2 separate regions of the Hordeum vulgare genome follow, and region 1 is linked to region 2. The links are chromatin contacts, called in public Hi-C maps. All regions are on one chromosome and are shown on one strand. The core of a region is the stretch at or near the end of the contact, and the rest is flanking DNA. Distances in the headings are between cores, read along the strand shown. Region 1 holds the start of LOC123449066 (LIM domain-containing protein WLIM2a-like). Region 2 holds the start of LOC123449060 (LRR receptor-like serine/threonine-protein kinase FEI 1).

Evidence for each region. A called contact is a pair of places that touch in the nucleus more often than the background predicts.
Region 1: a contact with region 2 is called in a Hi-C map of seedling, with 3 times the contacts expected there. The contact joins the promoter of LOC123449066 here to the promoter of LOC123449060 in region 2. A contact is called at or near these places in 2 of 6 Hi-C or Micro-C datasets (leaf and seedling).

The regions. Positions count from the first base shown.
Region 1 is chr4H:484,420,824-484,427,278 of MorexV3_pseudomolecules_assembly, forward strand. LOC123449066 (LIM domain-containing protein WLIM2a-like) reads right to left here and starts at 3,927. Exons shown (of 5, transcript XM_045126150.1): 1 at 3,496-3,927; 2 at 3,059-3,164; 3 at 2,928-2,965; 4 at 2,755-2,844; 5 at 1,971-2,479. The coding sequence starts at 3,627. The coding sequence ends at 2,231. LOC123449065 (OVARIAN TUMOR DOMAIN-containing deubiquitinating enzyme 3) reads right to left here. Exons shown (of 8, transcript XM_045126149.1): 7 at 6,182-6,235; 8 at 5,174-5,457. The coding sequence ends at 5,320. It overlaps LOC123449064 (cytosolic enolase 3), which reads left to right. Exons shown (of 11, transcript XM_045126148.1): 8 at 1-17; 9 at 80-166; 10 at 647-844; 11 at 985-1,341. The coding sequence ends at 1,059.
Region 2 is chr4H:483,822,723-483,829,503 of MorexV3_pseudomolecules_assembly, forward strand. LOC123449060 (LRR receptor-like serine/threonine-protein kinase FEI 1) reads right to left here and starts at 5,152. Exons shown (of 14, transcript XM_045126144.1): 1 at 4,856-5,152; 2 at 4,204-4,408; 3 at 3,959-4,094; 4 at 3,713-3,784; 5 at 3,530-3,601; 6 at 3,235-3,306; 7 at 2,925-2,996; 8 at 2,755-2,826; 9 at 2,526-2,623; 10 at 2,106-2,264; 11 at 1,692-2,024. The coding sequence starts at 4,297.

The DNA of each region.
Region 1 (6,455 bases), core at 2,677-5,176, 600 kb after region 2:
CCCTAGAGCTATGTCAGGTACCTATTGTGCTTTTATTTTCTATTTTCTGTCAGGGGCTCATGCCATAATGCATTTGCAGGTTGTAGGAGACGACTTATTGATGTCAGATCCTGAACGCATCAAGCGGGCAGTAAATGAATATACTTGTGACGCTCTTACTCTCAAGGTAAGTCACAAATCATTCATTTGTCTATTGATGTTTATGAATTTGTTAATGCTGCTTTGTGCAAGTTACTGGGACCCCGAAGGCTAACAATACCACATAGACTCTGGAATTAGGCATTTTTAAGCTGGAACAAGCCACAATTCATTTTGACTAACCACAGCAATCTTTGTTCCTGGATACTCAGTGTGGTTTTTTGTTTGATTGAATGCCGCTCCTTCCATTTTGTGCTTATTATTTTGCATGACATGATTTGAGTTTAAGGGCACTTACACACAATTTGATGTAGTGCTTGAATTCACGAAGATGAGCAATTAATTGTTGAACTGATTGTAGGCACATAAGGTTGCAAGAGCCACATGGTTGCACATGTAGTACTTGCCTCCTTGATTCTTACTTACTCTCTTGATTTCCTTAACTGTCCATGGATTCTCTTTTTCATATACCTTATTATGTGTTTCCTCTTCTTTTTCATGTGTGTAGGGAAGTCAAGTGGGCACTGTCACTGAGGCCATAGAGGCTGTGAAACAGGCAAAGGATGCTCATTGGGGTGTGATGGTGTCACATAGGTCTGGGGACACGGATGACCCTTTCATCGCCGACCTGGCTGTCGGTGCAGCAGCTGGACAGATCAAAGCCGGTGCCCCCTGCCGTGGAGAGTGCCTCACTAAATACAATCAGGTTTCTGCTGAATGCTTGATGCCTTTTATGTGAATACATGCACCGAAGCATTTGACTAAAGTCATAGTGCTATATGGTCATTCTAAATAGCTTATTTTGTCTTGAATGGTCTTTGATGACTGTGTGCATTGTCTCTGCAGCTTCTAAGAATAGAGGAAGAACTTGGAATCGAAGGTGTGTACGCTGGTGAAAATTGGAGAACTACCGCAAGCTGACTTGTGGCTCACTGGATTCGTCGATGTGATTTGGGTGGTTCTGTAGAAATGTGTTATGTTCTGGCTCAGCAAAGGCACGGAAAGAGGGTAGCTTAACAAACTGGGGAAACTTTCAGGCACACATTGGTTTCTTAGATGTAGTGGTTGAACTGCTGGGGCTTTACTTGTGAGAGATGTTCAGCTATGCCTTTTTCCCTTTTTCATTTCTATACGGTATGGAATGGATCGTGCAGAAGATACATGAATTTGAGAATGGGTTTAAAGGAGTAGAATTTTCATATACACAATTCCAGTGTACTCCAGTTTTATGTTTGAAATTCGCCAGATATAGTTAAATGCAAAGTGTTTGTGTTCTACGGAGGCAGTTTGCGTGAGCACATCTTACTTAATGGAGATCTCTTAGGCCCTGTTTGGAACCACAATAGATTATGATAATCTAGATTATGAAGATAGATTATATAATCTGATTTATAAAAGTAATTTAGTGAACATGTTTGGAGGTCAGATTATATAAACTGTAATTCAGGTTTTATATTGCATAATGACCTGTCTGTCCTTTGTTTTTTAAAAGGAGGGTGGCGATGGCAGGAATGTAATTATCTCCAACTTTACAAGGGTAATGGATCATTAGCAATCCATAATCTGATTTTAGCTGGGGAAGAGTAGATTGTGAGTTTTAATAAGCTGTCCATCTAGTTTTATAATCTACACCATAATCTGTTCATATAGTTTTTGTAATCTACACCATAATCTGTTCATATAGTTTTTATAATCTACACCATAATATATCCTGTTTAGAGATAGAATAAATTATAAAAACTGAATTATATAATTCGAGTGGTTCCAAACAGAGCCTTGCTAATGTGGTAGAAATTGTGACCAGACAGGAAAATGGTGCTCATCAACGCAGCTGAAATATTGATGCACTGAGGCACCACAAGAACTCATTATACCAGTACCTGATGCACAGCAATTTCAACAGTTTCTTTCGGAATGACATCAACTCCATGGTTCAACAACGTGATCCAGCTAGCACACAAGGAGATACGAAATTGATAGGTCCTGGTATCCCCGGAGCTTGAACACAGCATACAGCAGGTTACAATCGTAAATAAAGAGCAAGGCTTCCAAACTTCCAGCCTCAAAGCCCACTTTAAAGATGGCAGCATAATCAGGAGGATTCAGCAGCCGCCTGTGCTGTTTGTGCCGCGGCCTGTGCGGTTTGCGCCTCTGCTGCGCGCTTGACCGATGCGCACTTGATCAGATGGTTGTAGCTCCCCTTCTCCTTGAAAAGCTGTGAGAAATGGTGCTTGCAGTAGAGGATGCCTTCCAAAGCCGCGTAATTGGAGGGCGAGAGGGCGCAGCCTCCATGAGAGCATTTGAAGCAGGACTTGTGGTAAGACTTCTCTTCAACTGTCACCTGCAAGATTTAGTTTAACAACTAGGCATGAGTCATCTGCATGTTCTGGAGGCTTTAGGATATGACTGAAAAGGAAATTGATGATTCAAGACGATTATCATGGAAGTCTGCTTGCCTAAAAGGTATACAGATCATTAAACAAAGTAAAGTGAAGGCTATACAGCTATATACCCTTGTGTTCAATCACAAACGGTCAACCGACAGTTTTCACATTCTGAAACTTACGATTCTTTCGTGAAAATGACGAAATTGACTAGAATGTACAATTGTGTTACCTTCTCAAGAGGGTATGCTGTTTTACCACAAGTGGCGCACTTGTCCTGCGTTCCAGAAAACATGCCAGCAGCTTTGCTTGGCGATCTAGTCTGAAAAAGCGCATTCCACATAATAAGGCTAACTGAGCAAAGAGATAAAAGACACATGTACATGCAGCCTATATGGTACAGACCAGCTCAGGAGTCAACTTGTCCGTTGCAGATTTCGCGGCTGAAAGAAGCAAAACCAAGGATCAGGACACATTCGATCAAGGAAATAACAACGTCTGTCATGCTTGCAGATTAGTATTAAATGGAAACCTACGGGATTGTGACTGGAAGCTCTTATTGTAGCTCCCGGTCTCCTTGAACAGCTGCGCGAAATGGGGCTTGCAGTAGGGCACCCCTTCGAACGAGGAGTAGCTGCTAAACTGCCAAACAGCAAAAACAAGATGTCCAGATAGATTGTTATTTCTCTTACTTGTTTTTACCAATCCAGAGAAGGTGAAATGAACAAAGCCATGGTGATCTCCTATGTCCTATCCTAGGCAGGCACACGATTCTGACAGGGAATTCAAGCGCCAGATCCGTGCGGCAGACCAGTCCGCAGATCTGACATCGCATTTCATTCTACAGATCCGTCGACGACCGTTGACATCCACCCGACGATCTTCTTGGTTGTCTCCCGGAAGTAAAAGAAGACGGCCGGCGATGGTAGAAACTAGAAAGATGATAGGAAGGCAAAGAGGGGAGATGACATACGGAGAGGGTGGACTTGCAGTGGTGGCACTTGAAGCAGGCGCGGTGGAAGACGGCGCCGTCGGTGGAGAGCTGGTCCATGGGGTAGACCGTCTTGGTGCACACCTTGCACTTCTGCTGCGTCCCGCTGAACATGGTCGCCGCCGTCGCCGTGGTCTCCCTCTCCCCCGATCTGATCTCTGCCTGCCCCCCTGCGCCCGATGCGACGATGCGACGAACAACCCCACGAGCGCCCCCAATGGCCGCGCTTATATACTCGGCAGAGGACGGACGGACGGATGGATGGAATGAATTATGGCGGTCTCTCGATCGGGCCGGCTCACAGTTGCCGCGGCGGAAAGAAAAAGGGAACGAACGAACGAAGCGAAGGGGGAGGGAAAGGGCGGTGGGATGAGGGTGCGGGGCCCGCCGCGCGCTACAGCAGTGCTCATTAACGAGTACGCAATTGATTAATTATTACAGCCTTCTATAGTAGAGCGTGCTGCTGCTGCTGCGCGCACGAACGTGGCCCCGGCTGGGCGGCTGCCGGGGGGCCCGGAAGCACGCGGGGGCCCGGCTGCCAGTGGGTGTGCGGTTGGTGGCGGCCACGCGGGGACGGAGCTCTTCTGGGTCTCGGTCTGACTGGCGCGAGAAGTGCAGCAGAAGCAACGGCTACGACTGCTGGTATCCGCATCGATGCGGGGGGCCCAGTGGTCAGCCCCTGCGACGGCGAGAGGTGAGAGATATTCTTTGGATATAATTTGTACTAATTGTTGGAGTATTTTTTTTTTCGGGGTAGGAATATGTAGGTGCGGGGAGTATAAAGGGAGGGAGATATTATTGGCTGCCGCAGCGGCGAGCGGTGCGGCCCACGTCGGCCAGCTCTTTCCCTGCTGCCTCGCCGGACCACTCTGCCTGTTTGGTTTTGTTTGCTGGAGGCAGGGAGCGCACTGCGTAAGCATTAACTCTTCTTTCCTGTATTGTTATTGCATGCACGCCTAAACGGAAGAGGCTGGGGCGTGGGGCCGGGCCGTTTAGGTTTGGCGAGTGGGCCGGTGCCAACTGCGCTACTAGCACGCACGGCATCGACGCACTGCCGTGGTCATTTACTATTTGCTCATTTATTTGCTCCTGCGTGGCCTGTCTCTCTGTGCTTATTATACGGGCAGGCTACAGCTCATTTTTGTAACGCCGGGTTCAAGCATGTTTAGGACTTGACTCTTGGAGCATACTGGAATGTGCTCGTGATAACCATCACGTTTGTTCATTGGGCCGGACGGGACGGTAACCCCCCCCCCCCCCCCCCCCCCCCCCAACAAAAAACACGCCCGTACAGCTCATCCAACGAATATATCATTCCGTTCAGCAGTGCTTTGCGTCTTTGCGAGACGATATACCTGCACCCACATGATGATTGGATTTGAAGCGAGCCTCGTCGTCAACCACCGAGTGCGACCAAGGCACCATTATCCTGCCCGGCACCAACCGGAAAACGCAATCAACAACCCCACGGCACGACGCCAACCAAATCACTTCCAAAGCAGCACTGGCCTCCACGCCATCACCATCACCATGCAGCAGAGACATAGTTAGCTCGTGTGGCGCTATCACCAGGTTCAGGCCGGTGGTAATTCTAGCTCCAAATCCACAAATTCCCAAAATGCCCATGACCGTGATGAACGAAACAGCGGTTACAGCATCATAACCGAAGAACAAGAGCTTAATTAGCAGGATCGAAGAATGTAACCATGGAAAGAAAACGGGAATTTATATATGTGCCACGGATGGGCGGTGTGGCTGCCGGTATTCTGTCTGATGCTTAGCCCGGACGTGTCTCATGTGCCCATTTTATATCAGCAGATCATAGTGGTTCTTCCCGCTGTATAATAGCCTCACCGGCACCCGTTTCTTCCCCTCTTTTGAGTCTTTGGTAAACTCCAACCCGTACTCGGCAATTGGGATAAACCCGTTGCCCCGTCCGCGGTACTGTTGCACAAAGGAAGGGCAGATTAAGTTCGAGATGAAGTGAGAAAAAAGGTGACAAGCACCGAGTCAAGCATAATATACAGGGCAAACATGATTGCAGTGAAAAGGATAAAATGGTGCAATAAATCCACACGGTGTTTCCAATTTTGGAGACACGTTGGATTTAAACATCGAAATAATGCAAAAGGAAAGGTATCCACCAATCTTTCAAACAGTTCAATTTGCACTTCGCAGACGTCTTTCCAATTAATTATGCCCGGAATCTGGGATGTTGGGGATTCAGAACTTCGGGCCAAGGAAACAGAAACCAAAATGCAGTTTAGATTTTCAACACCACTCTGAAGGAAACTTTAGGCAGATTGTCTAGTTCCAAACGAACTTTTAGTTTTTGTTATTGAAGTACCAAGAAATCTTGGCTACATATTATCAATTGCTAGTATGTGTGCCTTCTGTTTTCATCAACTTTTATCATAGTACAATGCAATGTTCATAGTGATGATGATGGTGTTCTTAAAGTCACTATTCTTCCAAAACCTGTTGTTCAGTTTCTCTCCCTTAACAATAATAAAAGCGAGCTAATTGGATCAACTATTCCATTGATATTTTTTATGAGAATCGCTTCCATCATGTCACAACCATATTATTAAATATAGATGAAGTTTTATTATCCTTCTCCATTCTGCACACATATAGATTCATCGTCACCTAAGGCAGTTGAATTTACCTCACGCTCCGGAATGTAAATAATGATTGGTTGCCGGCACAGTCTAGACAAAACCTGGAAAGAGCAGATGCCGGATGAAAATCATATGTGAATGAGCCATGTATACAGATATAACAATTTAAGCAACAAATACAATATCAATCTACTCAGAAATGGGTGGCCTACTTTAGAACATCCAGAAGTTAAACAGAAGTATATTTTTGACTTTATCACGCTAAAAAGGAAGAATGATGCATGAACTGTACTGCTTAAAACATAAAATGACTGATACATG
Region 2 (6,781 bases), core at 3,902-6,401:
TGAACTACAGACTATTCAGTATGCATGTAAGTAAATACTTTGTTTCTTCTTATAACATCTACTTCTTTTTTGAGAAATTATAACGCACACTTTAACCATGATATTCGCGTGTATGCCATTTGAAACAGGGTGTTGTGAACCTTGATCCATCATGAGAGAGAGAAAGAAAGTGCTTGCTCACAAATTTTGAAGGGAAGTACTCCCTCCGTTCCAAAAGAGAACTGCTATACATACGACTGTTTCTGTACGATTTTCGTACGACAATGCACGGGAGCCGTCCATTCAATTCAATGAAGGATTAGTATAGCGTCGGACGGGAATCGTACATAGATTCATCGTACGCTGATCAATTCCGGTTCCAAAATATAAGACCTTTTAGAGATTTCACTATGGACTACGTACGGAGCAAAATGAATGAATCTACAATCTAAAATATGTTCACATACATTCATATGTAGTTCATAGTGAAATCTCTAAAAGGTCTTATATTTAGGAACGGAGGGAGCACAAAAGAGAGTAAATGTTACTAAATTTGTATGCATGCCATTTTGAAACAAGTTATGGACCAGTGGACCTTGATTCACAACAAGACGATTACCGCGCTGAAGATAACCAAAAGTTGTGGCTTGAAGGGTTTGGGTAGAGTGGTAGACATAGGTTACTGTTAGAGAATAACTTGAAGATAATAGATCCATTGTTCTTGCTTGACTCAAACATGACATCCTTATATAGTGGATGATCAGGCCCTTGACCTTTCCGAACACAAGGACTCCTAAATCTTAATGAATTAGACTCCTGCAATTTTAAAGTTCCTAACACGATACTATTGCTTAAAAGACTTCTGATCTCCCTCTGTTCAGGCTCCCTGCTGCTAGTCCACAACACAACTGACACAAAAATGTAGGCCTCATATTTATATAGAGGGAGTGGCATATCTCATTCATCCTTCACATTGCACGTGTTATCAAATCCTATTCTAGTTCAAAATCGCTCAAGTCCACTGTACAATCACAGAAGAGGTAGAATAATACCTGTCATAGCAGCCAATATGGACGGATGGGGGAGTGGGGTACTGTCACTCACAACAGGCAAATGAGTACAAGTACCAATGAGTAAAACATTTGTTGCTCCAAAGATAAGTGATTAGTCTAGTTTGAAGGCATGAAGTTTTCACCTACCAGACTTCATTTCCCATTTTTAGCATCCATTCCCCACCCAGTTAGCAAGTGTTATGCCTCAAAAGATGTGATGTAAACTTTTTTTTTTCTTTCGAGGGAGAGATGTTGCAAACTTGGTCTTGCCTATAACTCAAATCTACTCCAAGGACAAAGTTGTCTGAACTTTTATTTTCTAGTAGGGTCTGGGTTGATTGGGAAGATCTACTGTAATGATCCACCTGGCCTCAAAACTGGATCTCCGGCAAAAGCAACTTTTTATTTGTACTCTTTTCCTTACATAGCTGGACCAAACATGTCTTAAATTCAGAATTTCCAGGTTTTAGTGTCACACTGAGTTTCAGGCACCAATAACTTAACCATATAGGCTATTTTAGCGTTGACACACATGTTTAAAGGTCATTAAGGAAAGCAAGCTAAAATCAGTTTATATTATAACTGCAACTACGAATGATTGGAAGAGTTCAATGATACCAAAATTAACATGTGTGGCGAAAAGAGAAACACGGAACTCACCATGTAGCACTTCATCCAGGCTCCCACCTGGAAGGTAGTCATATATCAACAGTTTTGATGAAGGGGAATTGCAATAGCCACGGAGATTGACCAAATTACGGTGCTTAACACTTCCCAATATCTCAAGTTCTCTATCAAAGAATTTATCACGCCCTTCATTTGTTTTCACTATCCTTTTCAATGCAAAAACGCTGCCATCATCCATTGCAAGTTTGTACACAGTCCCAAAGCCCCCTGCTCCAATGATATTTTCCTCATCCATGGTCTCTAGTTTCTTAAGGATGTCTTTTGTGGAGTAAGGGAGGTCCCCATGGAACATTACAACAGAAGAACCTGAAATGATAAGCAAGGTTATAACAAAATTTCTTTATAACATGTGAAGTACTAGCTCAACATAATTCATGGCATTGTTACCTCCACATAGTTCCACCCTGAAACCATGGATATCTTTCTTCCCGAAATTTTTGTACAGAAAACAACCCCAGAAACACATCAGAGCCACTAATAGCAGAGCTCCCACTGTCGCGACCGCACTTATAACAACTCTGGCAGAACTCCTTTTATTTTGTTCATCTACCATAATAGAATATCAAAACACATAAGAACGCAAAATTATTTTGAACTGAAAATACTACAGGCCCACTGTTGAAATTAAGCATAGAAGTTAATTTACAGAATGCAAAATTGCCATAGGTGAGTTTCCTAGTGGAACATAAAAGATCTATTAGTTAGTATTGGTGTCAATGATTAAATGCACATTCGACCTTGTCAACAAAAAAGTATTAGACGCATACAACAAATAATGCAATGATACTATGTTCAAATATCTGTTACCTTTCGAAGGCTGTTGAGAGCCATCTAATGGTGATTGAAGTGCATCTTTGCACACTGAATTAATCTGCTTACCACATAAATCACGGTTCCCAATAAAGCTGCATAACCATGTGAAAATTCAGATGGCTAGAAGAAAGAGCAGCTTATGGCACAATGCATACGCCTTTACTCGATTGACTATCCAGATTGAATTAGATATATATAAATAACAAAGGAGAAGACAACTCACGAAGTTTCATTAAAATTTGTAAGCGAACCATCTGATGGTATTGCTCCTGTCAGAAAGTTCATGGATACGTTGCTGCAAAGAATGTGAAAATAATCATTTTTCATGGGCTGGTAGCATGTAGCTTACCATAACAGGTTTAGTCAGCTTATGGACATAAAAAAAGCACTTACAATGATGAAAGTTTGGTCAGGTTATCAAGAGAATACGGGATTGATCCCTTCAACGTATTGCTGGATAAGTCTCTGGATAAAATAAACATGTTTCAGAAATAGAAATTAATATCTAAATTACTTAAACAGGGAAAGTTAATTTATCTACATTTCAATGCATATAATTTGTGTTCAAGCCTTCTTATATGACCCATTACTGTAAAATGGTACATAGCAGTTGTAGTGACATTAGTCTAACATGAGGTATTTATCTGATGCGAAATTAATGATCAAATTTAATAAAGAAGCTAACACTACACAGAGGACTCACAATGTCTCAAGTTCAACCAGATCACCAAATTCCGAAGGGATATATCCACTTATATAATTTCCTTGTAGATATCTGCAAGTCATTTCACAACAGAAGAAATAAGAGGCTGATTTCACAGAAGAAATAAAAGCAAAAATTCCATGCTAGAAGTTCTTTGGCACAGATACAAGAAGCTTGTGACCAAAACAGTAAATGACGGGCTATCCTCATGATCATTAATTATCAGTTGCAGCATCTAACATTTCATTCGATGGGAAAAAATATATGCAGCAACCAGAATCCCTGTAACACTTACAGTTGTTGCAACTTGGTACAATTTCCTAGCTCGGGAGGGAGTGAACCATACAAACTGTTCCCCTGTAGTGATCTAATGACATAAAACACATTTATATCAAAGACTAAGTTCTTTGATATACAAGGCACGGATCAACAGGGAAATAGTTAAGAAATGCAAAAAAGAAAAGGTGAACACACTTACAAAGTCTGCAGCTGATTTAGCCTTCCAACTTCTGGTGGTATGGGCCCTACTAACTTGTGATACGGGAGAATCCTAAATGGAGGGCAACGAGTTACCAGATATTTATGGAGATGCAATTCAAAATACTGAATATGAATATTTCAGGAGCAAAATATGAACACCAAATAACTGAAGCAAAGCAGTGAGTGGATAGGTTAAGAAGTTGAGCAAATCACACTTAAACCCAGTTAATATACAGTTCCTTACAGATAAATCACTCTCTTGCTGTGATTATCGCATTTAACACCCTTCCAGTTGCAGGGATCCACGTCTTGTTCATGCCAATTCAGAAAGATCCCATCTGAATTTGTAATTGCCTTCTTAAAGGCGAGAAGTGCTTCACCTGTAGGAAACGGTTCGTAGAAGATTAGTATTTTTTTTATAAAGAGATTAGTATTGGATAAGCAGAAAATAATAACTCGAATGGGCTGTGTGAAATAGCAGCCACATACCATCTGAACTTAGCGTTCTTGCTGCACGAGCCCCACAGAAGAGGATGATGAGAATAAAGAGGAAACTGGGCTGTTTTCTCAGAAAATAGCCCATTTATCACCACCTGGTGAAGCATAAAAGGGTGGCTAGAGCATATTCCAGAGGTCATGAATGAGGAAATATGGTATGCATCTTTACAATCGGAGAGAACCCAGCCAACCAACCCTGCAATGGTGAAAAGAAAACCAGAACAAATCAACAATTATATAGTAGTAACAAATTGAAGACGCGCTCAGAGAAATCCTAAGCCATGAACGGCGGAGAGAAAACAACAGATCGAATGCAGTAACGGTATCCGGCTTTTGGCAGGAAATTGGCGGCCATGGTATGGGAACTAACTGAAGCAACATTTTCGGTCTTTTTTATGCAAAAATAATCCTTTCGTCCAGGCCAACCGAACTAGCTCCTTTCAAGCATCTGACTTGGGGATTCCCCAAATCCAAGAAAATAAATCTACAGGACGGAAGCATCAGGCAGGCTCGTTTCTCAAATCGGGAACCATTAGCGGATCTAGATGGCGTGAGCGGCACGCCCAGACGTACCCCGGAGCAGAAATCCTGGAGCTCGGTGGGGTTTAACTAGGACCGCCGCTGGATGAGAATGAGCTCGTACCGCAAACCCTCGACGGGGCGGAGGCAGCAAGAGCGCGATCTTGCGGGGAGGAGGACGGCGGCGACGGTAAGCTGCTGCGGCGCGGCGGCGGGCGGTGGAGAGCCGCGTTGGGTTGGGATGATTGGTAGGTCGGGACTCGAGGAGGAGGAGGTCAGGGAACAGAGGTGCCGACGATTAGCGGTGGGAGGGGGAGGATGTGAGCTGCGAGTGGGAGGAAGCGGCACTGGGTGTGGTGCGGTGTGGTCACTGTGGTGGTGAGCAGAGCTGAGAGCACTGAGCAGAGTGAGGGGGGAGGGGTAAATGGGTCCGAGGGGATTAGGCAGCCGGTGATGGTGCGGGAGTGGGACTGAGCAAGCAGCGAGTAGGAGGGGGAGTGTGGCCGCGAGAGAGTGCGGTTTTGTCCGCGCACGGCGTCAGCGACGGCGGCACACGGGACGGGGCCAACAGCTAATCGCTCAGTTGTTAGTACAGAATTGCCTTGCATGATCTACGGAATTTGTCTGATTAGATTTATTTACCGATCTTTATGGTCGCCGATGGTCTAAAGTTGGCGAGCTCGTACCGTCTTGAGCTTGCGGAAAATTACGAAAATGACCTGGTCCGGTGCATAATGGGGGCAAGCTCGTTGTCTGTATTGCTGTTTAGCAGTTATCACTGTGTTAAGGTGTTTGTACTTATACCCGGAAAAATGTGCTTGTGTTATGGCACGCAAAGTGACAATGACATCTCACTTTGTTGGATTATTATATATGGGTTTTCTCTCACAAAAAAAAAGGTGCATATGGGTTTAGGCCCGTATAATCAAAAATCCATGGTTAATTTCTATATTATTATTTTTTGCCAATTGATGCCAATCGCGACAATACCATTGTGTACGAAACATATGGACGCCTTTTGATCATGGATATATGAGAACAGGATTTTCAGTGTCCAGTCAACGCACAAAATGTTTGTTTCCACAAAGTTGTGGTTTGAAGCGTGGCTAGATGAATGTGGTGATTCGTCAAATTCATATGCAGAAAAGAAGGCGTGGACTAGCGTGTGGAAAACTCAAGTGCCATCAAAAGTTAAGATATTTCTTTGGAGATTAGCTCAACAATCTCTTCCCTCCATTGATTTACTCTCTCATCCAAATATGTCAACTACATCAACTTGTGGAATTTGCGGTTCACGAGATTCTTGGCAACATTCCCTTCTCCATTGCCATACGGTGAGGTGTGTTTGGGCCCTTGAAGACCCGACATGGTCGAGGCTATAGATAGCACCAGAGAACCAGATGCTAAAAGGTGGTTGTTTCCACTGATCGATGAACTACCTCATGACGATTTCATCAGGGTCGTGGTCACCCTTTGGGTTGTGTGACACGTAAAAAAAAGCGCTCCATAAACATACCTTTCAGTCGCCTCACTTTACGCACCATTTTGTGATTAGCTATATAAGGGAGCTGGGTGAATGTGTGCCTTAGAAACCTCACACAACACTAGTGACCAGATCAGTACACATGCGCTCGGTGCCACCGGCCGCTGGACATGCAAAAATCAAAGTAGATGGTGCTACTTCACGTGGCTTGGACAGGGGCTCGTATAGCGTCGTATTCAAATATGATACAGAACGGTTTTGCTAAAACTCATCTAGCTGAGTTTTAGTTATGTTTCATTCTTCTTTTATAATCATTGGATGTGATTATAAGAGCATCTTTAGTCGTTCGGCCCCCAAGGGCGTGAAATAGCACCGCCTAGGGGCGCGCCGTCGGAAAAGTCACCATGGGCGGCTCAGGTTCCCAGCCCCCACCCCCGAAGGTCGCCCCCAGCCGCCTTTCAATCGCCTCACTTTACGCACCATTTGTTCCGAGGCCATGTCTCATGTGTTCCGAGGTCATGTTTGCACATGCTAGGCTCGTCAAGCTTAACCCGAGTGTTCCGCGTG